Regions from separate parts of the Capra hircus genome. Here region 1 is linked to region 2. A link is a contact called in public Hi-C data. All regions are on one chromosome and are shown on one strand. Each heading gives the region's core, a stretch centred on a gene start, on an enhancer-like site or on the middle of the called end of the contact. The rest is flanking DNA. Distances are from core to core; before and after follow the strand shown. Region 1 has its middle 19 kb from the start of TRNAC-GCA. Region 2 has its middle 93 kb from the start of USP12.

Region 1 (4,940 bases), core at 969-3,468, 580 kb before region 2:
ATCAGTGAGTGAATGCCAATGCTCAAAAAAAAAATGTATATGAATAGAAATGTTTGGTACAGTGTCATTTGTGAGTTTGACATTTGAAAAATCTTATGTCTTGCAGTAAGGGTTTGATTAAAGTAATGAAGATATATCCATTCAGTGGAATGGTCAGGCATCTGTTAGAAATTATGATGTAGCTGTTCCCTAACTGACATGGGGAAGTGTTGTAGACACACTGACACACACACACAACACGGTTACAAAGCAACATGAACGGGCTGACGTGGTTTTGGGAAGCTGATATAAGTTTTTTTTTTGATATAAGTTTTGATAAAACTATTGACATCCGTTGGATCATAGAAAAAGCGAGAGAGCTTCAGAAAACATCTACTTCTGTTTTATTGACCACGCCAAAGCTGTTGACTGTGTGAATCACAATAAACTGGAAAACTCTTAAAGAGATGGGAATACCAGACCATCTTACCTGCCTCCTGAGAAATCTGTATGCAGGTCAAGAAGCAGCAGTTAGAACTGGACATGGAACAATAGACTGGTTCCAAATTGGGAAAGGAATACATCAAGGCTGTATATTGTCACCCTGCTTATTTAACTTTTATGCAGAGTACATCATGTGATATGCCAGACGGGATGAAGCACAAGCTGGAATCAAGATTGCCGAGACAAATATCAATAATCTCAGATATGCAGATGACACCACCCTTATGGCAGAAAGTGAAGAAGAACTAAAGAGCCTCTTGATGAAAGTGAAAGAGGAGAGTGAAAAAGCTGGCTTAAAACTCAACATTAAAAAAACTATGATCATGGCATCTGGTCCCATCACTTCATGGCAAATAGATGGGGAAACAATGGAAACAAAGACTTTATTTTTCTGGGCTCCAAAATCACTGCAGATGGTGAGTGCAGTCATGAAATTAAAGGACACTTGCTCCTTGGAAGAAAAGCTATGACCAACCTAGCTTTAAACAGCAGAGACATTACTTTGCCAACAAAGGTCTGTCTAGTCTAAGCTATGGTTTTTCCAGTAGTCATGTATGGATGTGAAAGTTGGACCATAAAGAAAGCTGAGCGCTGAAGAATTGATACTTTCAAATTGTGCTGGAGAAGATTCTTGAGAGTCCCTTGGACTGCAAGGAGATCAAACCAGTCCATCCTAAAGGAAATCAGTCCTGAATATTCATTGGAAGGGCTGATGCTGAAGCTGAAGCTCCAATACTTTGGCCACCTGATGTGAAGACCTGACTCATTGGGAAAGACCCTGATGCTAGGAAAGATTGAAGGCAGGAGAAGGGGATGATAGAGGATGAGATGGTTGGATGGCATCACTGACTTGATGGACATGAGTTTGAGTAAGCTCCGTGAGTTGGTGATGGACAGGGAAGGCTGGCATGCTGCCGACTATGGGGTTGCAAAAAGTCAGACACGACTGAGCTGAACTGATTGATATAACTTTAAAATTATGGAAAATTATATAGCAAAAATACCAACATCTACCATCTTGAAGAGACAGGATTCTAGGATGTTAAAATCATTTCACTTTCCCTTCCTTTTCTGAGTGATATAAAATGTAGAATGAAAGCTTCACACACACCATGAAAACTTCAGTCCCACCATGCTCAAGGGCGCTGTGACCTTGGACAAGTCCTTTATCCCCTCTGGGCCTCCTGTTCCATCTACCTAACAATGAGAAGGTGGTTTAATTTCAACACTGGCTTCCAGCTCTGACATTCCTTTTGGACTTAATGAATCTCATTTCCAGTAAGGGAGTAGGGGCAAGGGGGGAGTCAAAGTTTATCGGTCAAAGGGACTGATAAACAGTCCCTTGGGCAGTTTCTCTCTTATTTTGACCTGTTTCGATTGTTCTTTTCCCATCAGTCGTTTGAGAAGGGAAATCGCCAGAGATGGGTCTAGTCACTCTGGGAAAAAAGCACTTTTCCAGAATGACAAATTTTAACCTATACATTAAAACAAAACAAGCAAAACCCACTACCCATGGAAACAACACACTCCACAAACAAAAACCAGCTCCCCAAACACATCCCGCAGGCCTGTCCTGATCCCAAAGGCCCTTGGCGGCTTTCTTAAGATCACCTGTCGCTTACACACCGGAATAACAGTATCAATGGCCAGCAGATGTTTTTCGGATCGCCGGAGGGTCTCTGAGCACGTTCTCACACGGAAGCACGGGGAGATCCGGGCGGGGGGGAGGAGGCGGGGGAGAAGGAGCGGGTCCCGGCGCTCTCGCGGCGCGCGCTGGTCGGGTCACCTGGTAGCGCAGGCGCACCTGCCGAGCGCGCCAGGCTCGGCTCTCGGGCGCCCTCTGCCGTGCGCTCCCCGGGAGCGCCCGCCTGGCCGGGCCCGGGGCAGCCTTTTCCACCAGCTGGGTCCCCACAACTCAACGTTCCTGCGCCCCGCAGCCTGGCGCTCGCGGTTCCCAGGGAACTGAGAGGCCTCAAGCACTGTCTCAGTCGCCTATTAAACCCGCGAGCTTCCTTCAAACCCACAAATCTGCTCTCAGAGGAGAAGTCTTGTATTGTCTGCTCTTCTTCTCCAGACAAGAGGGATGCTTGTAGGGGAGACCCTTGCTCACTCCGGATGATGAAAACAAAAATACTTCCTGCAGTTAAGTGTAAGCATTGAATGTGCTTCTCGCGTATTCTTACACGGCCCCGCTCGAGGAGGGATCTGAATCTGAGAACGACCCCTCTAGAATCTTCTCACCTGCCTGCTCCCCCTCCCTTCCCACCGCCCTTCAATTTTCCAGGGGATGCCGTCACCTAGACCGCACGTCTTCCTGCTAGATGTGTGTGCGTATGTGCTAAGTCACTTCGGTAGTGTCTGACTTTTTATGATTCCTCTGTCCATGGGATTCTCCAGGCAAGAATCCTGGAGTGGGTTGCCATGCCCTCCTCCAGGGGATCTTCCCCAGCGATGGAACCTGTATCTCTTCTCCAGGGATGGAACCTGCATCTCTTGTAGGCGGGTTCTTTACCACGAGCACCACCAACCCAGATGTGCAGCAGCAGGAAATCACTAAACCTCTCAGTGGTAACAATATCAACCTCCTAGAACCCACTCGTGTATTCACCTGAGTCATTCTCCTATCCCAGCTGAGCCCTGGGCTTGGCGCTGGGGGTTTATGTCAGTGAACAAGACAGATGCTTTCTTTACTCTCCTGAAACTTACCACCCAAGGAAGGAGCTGGAGCTGAAAACCAATAAAAACACAAACGGTTGTGTGTCCCTATAGGGAAGGTGACACATGAGAGTAATTTAGGTTGAGACCTCACTGCCAGAGCATGCAAGCTCAGCCTGAGGGATAAATAAGAATAGCCCAGGTGGAAAATGCTGGACAAAGACTGAGACAGGAGGTGTCATAAATTGCGGGAGAGGCTGTGTGGCTGAGTCATCAGGAGTGAGGAGGACAGACAAAAGGCAGAGAAACTCTTGAAGGCTGAGCTATGCAAATAGATGAAATCCTAGAGTGAAGTGGAAACCATTGAATGGAGCCAGAGGAGCAGCAGCACGTCCTGCAGGTGGGTGTGGGTCTGGGGAAGGGGGTGGGCACAGCCACCTTCTGGGTCTCTGACTATGGCAGGAAGACTTGGTGGGGGGCAGTCAAAGCTACATCTTAGGGGGACTGTTGAGAAATGTACTCAGGATCGTTGCTCTCCAGGAAGGCACTTTTGGTACCAAACGTGTGTATTAATAGCTCTTTTCTTAAAAATTATTTTTGGCTTTGCCCAGTCTTAGTTACACAGCTCGAAGGACCTTCCTTGCAGCATGCCGAACTCTTAGTTGCAGCCTGCGTGGAATCTAGTTCCACAACTAGGGAACCCTCTGCATTGGAAGAGTAGAGTCTTAACCACTGGACCACCAGGGAGTCCCTTAACAGCTCTTGATGAGGGCATTTATTAAGTGGGTTTTTGTTGTTGTTGTTGTTGTTTTATATTTAGGATAGAATGGAAAGAAAGTTGAGAAATTTGTTTTAATGTGACAAGTTCAAATTTTAACTTTATTTTTAATTGGAAAGACAGGGCATTTAACTTTAGCAGTGGGCTCAAGTGAACACAGGACCTAGAAAGACATAGTGGGTGGGCCTGGGAAGAAGGGAAGATCCGAGTCAAGTCAGGAATTGGACCGGATTCTTTGCTGTCTTTCAGAATTTTCTTCAGGACTGCTGGGGCCCTGATGTGAGAATAACCAGATGCCAAGGAGCTCTGACAACTTGTTCTAACCTTTTAGTAGTAACTGAGATGCTCATAATGTGAGGCGAGCTCAGTATAATAGTTGTTGTTCAGTCACTCAGTCGTCTCGACTCTTTGCAACCCCATGGACTGTAGCATGCCAGGCTTCCCTGTCCTTCAGTATCTCCCAGAGCTTGCTCAAACTCATGTCCATCGAGTCGGTGATGCCACCCAACCATCTTATCCTCTGTTGTCCCCTTCTCCTCCTGTCTTCAGTCTTTCCCAGCATCAGGGTCTTTTTCAATGAGTTGGTTCTTTGAATCCGGTGGCCAAAGTATTGGAGTTTCGGTTTCAGCATCAGTCCTTCCAATGAGTATTCAGGGTTGCTTTCCTTTAGGATTGACTGGTTTGATCTTGCAGTCCAAGGGACTCTCAAGAATCTTCGCCAGCACCACAATTCAAATATAATAGAGATGCTTGTAATGCTAATGGTGACTTCCAGTTATCCAAGGCATCCGGTTAACTGAGGGCTGCCACAAAGAAAGCAGGGACTCGGTAATTCAGGCCAACCGTTCATTACACGAGGGGGACGCTACGTCCTTTGCTGGCTCCTGAAGCCCCCTTTGGGGAGGTGGGGGAGGGGAGGAAGGAAGGACGGAGCCCGTCCCTGGGCATTTCAGATGAGCCCCAGGTTCCCGTGGGAGCAGGGCTCCCCCCACAGCCTGTGCGAGGTCCTTCCCCAGGCCTGGAC
Region 2 (4,877 bases), core at 2,349-4,848:
ATTCATTGTAAGGACTGAAGCTGAATTTCCAATACTTTGGCCACATGATGCAAAGAGCCAACTCATTAGAAAAGACCCTAATGCTGGGAAAGATTGAAGGCAAGAGGAGAAGGGGCAGCAGAAGATGAGATGGCTGGGTGCCATCACCGACTCAATGGACATGAGTTTGAGCAAGCTCCGAGAGATGGTGAAGGACAGGGAAGCCTGGGCATGCTACAGTCCGTGGGGTCGTGGAGAGCTGAGCGACTAAGCGACTGAACAGTCAAGCACTTTCTCATCTCCACCCCTCTGCTCCTGCCCTCGAGCCTGGTTGTCCCTTTCTCCTAGATCTTGGAAGCTAGAAGGCCTCACCCTCTCCTGCTTTCTTCTCCTGACCAATCTTTGGCCTCTCTCTGCAGTCAGCCCCATGCGGCCTCTCTTTCTCTACTTTGCTGTCTGTCACCTGTTGCTCCCCTCCGACCCAGCTCACAGCCTGCATGAGCACCCTTCTCTGCTGGTGGCCGCCCTCTGGAGCAGAGCCCAGGATTCCAGGGATCGGAGTCCTGAGTGCAGCACCTCCTCCCCACTGACCAGGGGGCTCCAGTTGTTAAGCCCCTTCAGGGAAGGCATTGACAAGAGCCTTCCAGGAGTCTCTTGCCCTGTCTCCCGTTCCTGGAGCTGCGGCTAGACTCTGCCTTAAGAACGATCCCCTAGAGTCTTGACGGCGAGGGAGGTGTGAGCCCAAGTGTAGCCAGGGGCCCACCTACACTTATTGTCTCTGTAGCATCTCAGATGTGGTGGTGGTGGTTTAGTCGCTAAGTCGTGTCCGACCCTTTGCGACCCCGTGGGCCGTAGCTCCTGGTTTAACATTTGTGGAGCTTGGCTTTGAGGCAGCAGGTGTGGGGAATTTCCGGCCCACCGAGCTCTGCCTTGCAAGATTAGAAAGGCCTTGCAGCTGGTGTGGAAGGCCCTCGAGTGGGACCAGCCCGAGCGCCAAGAGTCCAGGTGAGGTAGCGGAAAACAGATGAAATGGTCATTTGTAACCTGAAGACGTGTAAGCTTGCCTTTGGGAGCACGCTGGCCATGGAGTGATGCCAGTGCAGAAGTTGTGGGCGTTTTATTGGTGCTTCAGGGTGACATTCTCAGCGGCCGTGATGCTTACTCACTGTTGGTTATCAGTGAGCTGTAATGCTTCCAACTGCCAGCGGACATCTGAGATAAACACAGGGAGCCTCAGACTGAGCGGCGCCTGGGCCGCGCTTCACGTGTCGGGTTTCCTTTCTCTTTCCCTTTTACTGTAGGCTGAGCATCATTTTTTGACCTGGAAATATTTATGCAAGATACAAAAAGGAAAAAAATTCCCCCAAATCTAAGGGGAATCCTTAGAGAGAATTCTATTAATCCTATTACTGTACTCCTCCAGTCTTTGCTTTTTTCATCTCTGTATTTGATGACAGAGAAGTAGAAGAAGACACAAGACAGTCTGGGTTTGTAGGGGGAAGTGCGTCCCCCGACCTGGCTCTGAGTGAGCAGGAAGGACTCACTCAGGAGAACTGAGTGAGCAGGGTGTTAACATTCATTGATTTCCTGGTTATGTGGTTGAGGGGGAGGATTGCACACGGGTTAGGTTCTGATATCAGCACGAAAGGCAAAAATCGTGTCCAACCCAAATTACCTTTGAAATTCCCTTCAGCCTCCCATAAAGCATCCTGAAATGGTTTTAATTCAACAGTTGTGCAGGATACTTATAAACACGTGAGTTTGAAAACCACTGACCTTGACTGGAAGGGAACTCTGTAGGTAGACTTTAGGCTTAATATTGCAACATAAGAAAACTGTCAATACAGTTGTGTACAGAACAGCGGTGAAGAATGCCTGTTTCCCTGTGGAGTCCCTCTGTTCTATTTCAGTCCCTATAACTTTAACCCTGAGAAGGAGGTTTGCCATTTAAGGAGTCACTAAGATGGGGAGCCCCCTTTTAACCTCTGGTCCATGAAGGGGAGAGCCTCATTTCAAGTAAGACTTTGAATGTAGGCTACTGACAAGATCTTCGGAAACCATGCACTTTTTAATTAAATTAAAAAAATTTTTTTGGCTGCACTGTGTGACATGTGAGATCTAATTCCCCAACCAGGGATTGAACCCACGCCCCCTGCATTGGCAGCATGGAGTCTTAACGATGGGGCCACCAGGGAAGTCTGAGAACCTGGCATTTTTGATGCCGATAATAAGACTGATGAGAACTCTGCAGACTGTCAGCATCCTTTTCTCTTTGGCCAGCTTGCCCCCAGAAGGACTCATCTAAACCCCCTGCTGCCATCTCTCCACCTGGCACCAGGCACAGAGTCTGAGCACAGTCATCACAGACCACCTCCAGCCAGCAAGCCTGTGTGCCCACCTACTCACGTCCTTTACAGGCTTCCCTGGTGGCTCAGTGGTAAAGAACTTGCCTGCCAATGCAGGAGATGCTGGAGATGCGAGTTTGATCCTCTGGAAAAGGAAATGGCAACCCACTCCTTGCCTGGAGAATCCCATGGACAGAGGAGCCTGGTGGGCTACAGTCCATGGGGTCGCCCAGAGTCGGACCCGACTGAGCACACACACGCTCATGTCCTGTATGCCTTCAGCCTTAGACCATTTCCTGATGGCAGTTGTGCTGCTTTGGAGACCCATTAAACCCAACTCCACAGCAATCCTTCAGGCTTTGTAGAAGATCTGAGTATTTAGACACTTGAGTTCTGCCATTTTGTTCAAGTTGGTGGAGGGAACCATCTGGAGTCCAGGGCATAGCTTGACATTGCCGGGTGATGCGTCAGACCTGATCAGAATCACTTAACTCCTTCTGACTGGCTGGGGCCCGCGGAGACTAACGTGAGTTGCCAATGTTAGATTGAAGAGTGGGATAAGTAGGTTTTGTGAAAGCCGACAGATATAAAATGGAAACAATTCACTCTAGGCTGCTGGAACAAGGCCGAGTGGCATGCCACCAGCCCGGGGACAGGAGCTGCCTGCAGTGGGGCAGCCGGCTGGCCGTAGCGTCCCCTGGCCAGCCAGGAAGGGCTGTGATTCCCAGAAGCATGGCTAACACAGCCACAAGACTCGCTGGTGGATGTGGGGACAAGTGGCCCAGCTGCTTTTACCTCTGCGGCTTTAGCTAAATTACAGAGGCTGAGGTGTGTAGGGACGCATCTTCAGGAAATAACACGCAGAAGGTGCCGTAAAACACTCGTGGGGCTCCATGTGCTGTTTATTTAGCAGTTTGTGAGGTGAAAAACACATCAGGGTAAACCTGCTTGCCGCCAGGCTTTTGTCTCGCTTGGTTTTATTGCTATCTCTGGGCTTCTGAACACACAGCTCCTTTTCCTTGAATACAATTTAAATCGTGAGTTGGGTGGGGAGGATAGAATCTCTGAAAGCAGCGTCATCAGCTGATGATGCGTGAGCAGTGTAGCATGTGCTGTGGACCCTTGTTAACTGGCCCGTGCGGTGGCGTGGAGTCCTTCCCGGAACGGGCTCCGCTGTCCTCAGTTAGCATCTGCCCAGGGACCCTGGGAACAGCTGGACCCTGGGGGCTGGCACGGGCGAGGGGGGCCGGGCTGGAGGTGGAGGGGGGCGCTGACCCTTGAGGGGCGGCTGCCCTCGCGGCCCACCTGGTCACCCCTTCTGACTGCTCAGCTAGAAAATATCGCTGATAATGGTGTCTGGGGAGAAGATAAAAGGGCTGAGTAGGGCCTGGAGAGGGAGAGGAATGGAAAGGGGATAAGAGTGGAGTAAGAGGAGAAAAGAGGGCTGAGCCAGAACATTCTAGAAAGCTGCCCTCCTCACTGGGACGTGCCTGCAGTCTGGAAAGCTGCAAACCCGGGAAGTCTGGCAGTGGGTCTTGGCTCATGTCGTCCTGGGTACACTCTCGGAAGCTGTTCCCCACCCTGGGCAGAGTCCAGGCCACCCCCGCCCCACCTCTGACTCCAGCTCGGGGCTGGCCAGGCTGGGCCCGGAGCTCCTCAGGGTTTCAGAGCTGGGAAGGGACCCTCTGACTCATTGGTTCAGAGAGCAGTTTTGTCTCCGTGGGGCCAGATTGGCGGTCAAGGGGGTAGCCTTCGCAGAAGGGCCCGTGTCCTGTTGAGTTCTCAGTCACGATCAGCCGCATCTCCTTCCAGCCCAGCTGCCGTCCTGACGTTGGCCAGTTCCCCATACAGGTTGCTGCCAGGCCCTGGGTCAGGGCTGAAGCTTCTGTCCAGTGGGGAGCCGGGGAACAAGCAGGCGCAGGGCCCGAGTGGCCTGGATGGGTCTTCTCAGCGCTTTCCCCATGGATCCCACCAGTCAGATAGCTCACGGCCTGGGAGCAAAACTCCCTGAGTTCCACGCAGTCCCCATGGCCCTCAGAACCCATACCCAGCTGACATCTTATTGTTTAATCTTTATTGCTAGAAAATTCAAAGGTACACCAGGGATTTCATACCAGGTTCTGCGGCTGCAAGATGGTTTCTCATCTTCGCTGGCAAACGAGGCTGGAGCGGCCTTCCCAGCCCAGAACATGGCCGATTACAGCGGGGTCACCAAGGCGGACTGTCCCTGGCTGTCATACATGTCCAGTGAGCATTTTTCCTGGGCCCTCCACTGTTCCTTCATCCGCTGTGGGCTCCTTCTGAGTCACCAGGTGCTGGACAGTGTTTCAGAGGAAGCCCGTCAGCATCCCCTTCCAGAGATGCCCTGACCCCTCCCCTGCCCACACAGGTGCACAGTTCCGTGCCATGGGCCACAGACATCCGGACAGCAGATGCTGCAAGCCATTAGAAAGGAAATGTCACAGCCAGGGCCAGGCTCACAGACCTCAGTGCTCGTAAGAATCACCTGGAGAGGACTTCCCTCGTGGTCCAGTGGTTAAGAATCCGCCTGCC

The links. A called contact is a pair of places that touch in the nucleus more often than the background predicts.
Region 1: a Hi-C map of blood shows a contact between it and region 2, with 7 times the contacts expected there. The contact joins two enhancer-like sites. A contact is called at or near these places in 2 of 5 Hi-C or Micro-C datasets (blood and liver).

What each region holds. Positions count from the first base shown.
Region 1 is chr12:54,544,464-54,549,403 of ARS1.2, reverse strand. No RefSeq gene overlaps it. Among named protein-coding and RNA genes, the nearest start is that of TRNAC-GCA, 19 kb to the left of the region's middle. Within about 2 kb of position 2,218, at least 2 of the 5 cell types and tissues checked have an H3K27ac peak or open chromatin away from gene starts, as enhancers often do.
Region 2 is chr12:53,969,127-53,974,003 of ARS1.2, reverse strand. No RefSeq gene overlaps it. Among named protein-coding and RNA genes, the nearest start is that of USP12, 93 kb to the left of the region's middle. Within about 2 kb of position 3,598, at least 1 of the 5 cell types and tissues checked has an H3K27ac peak or open chromatin away from gene starts, as enhancers often do.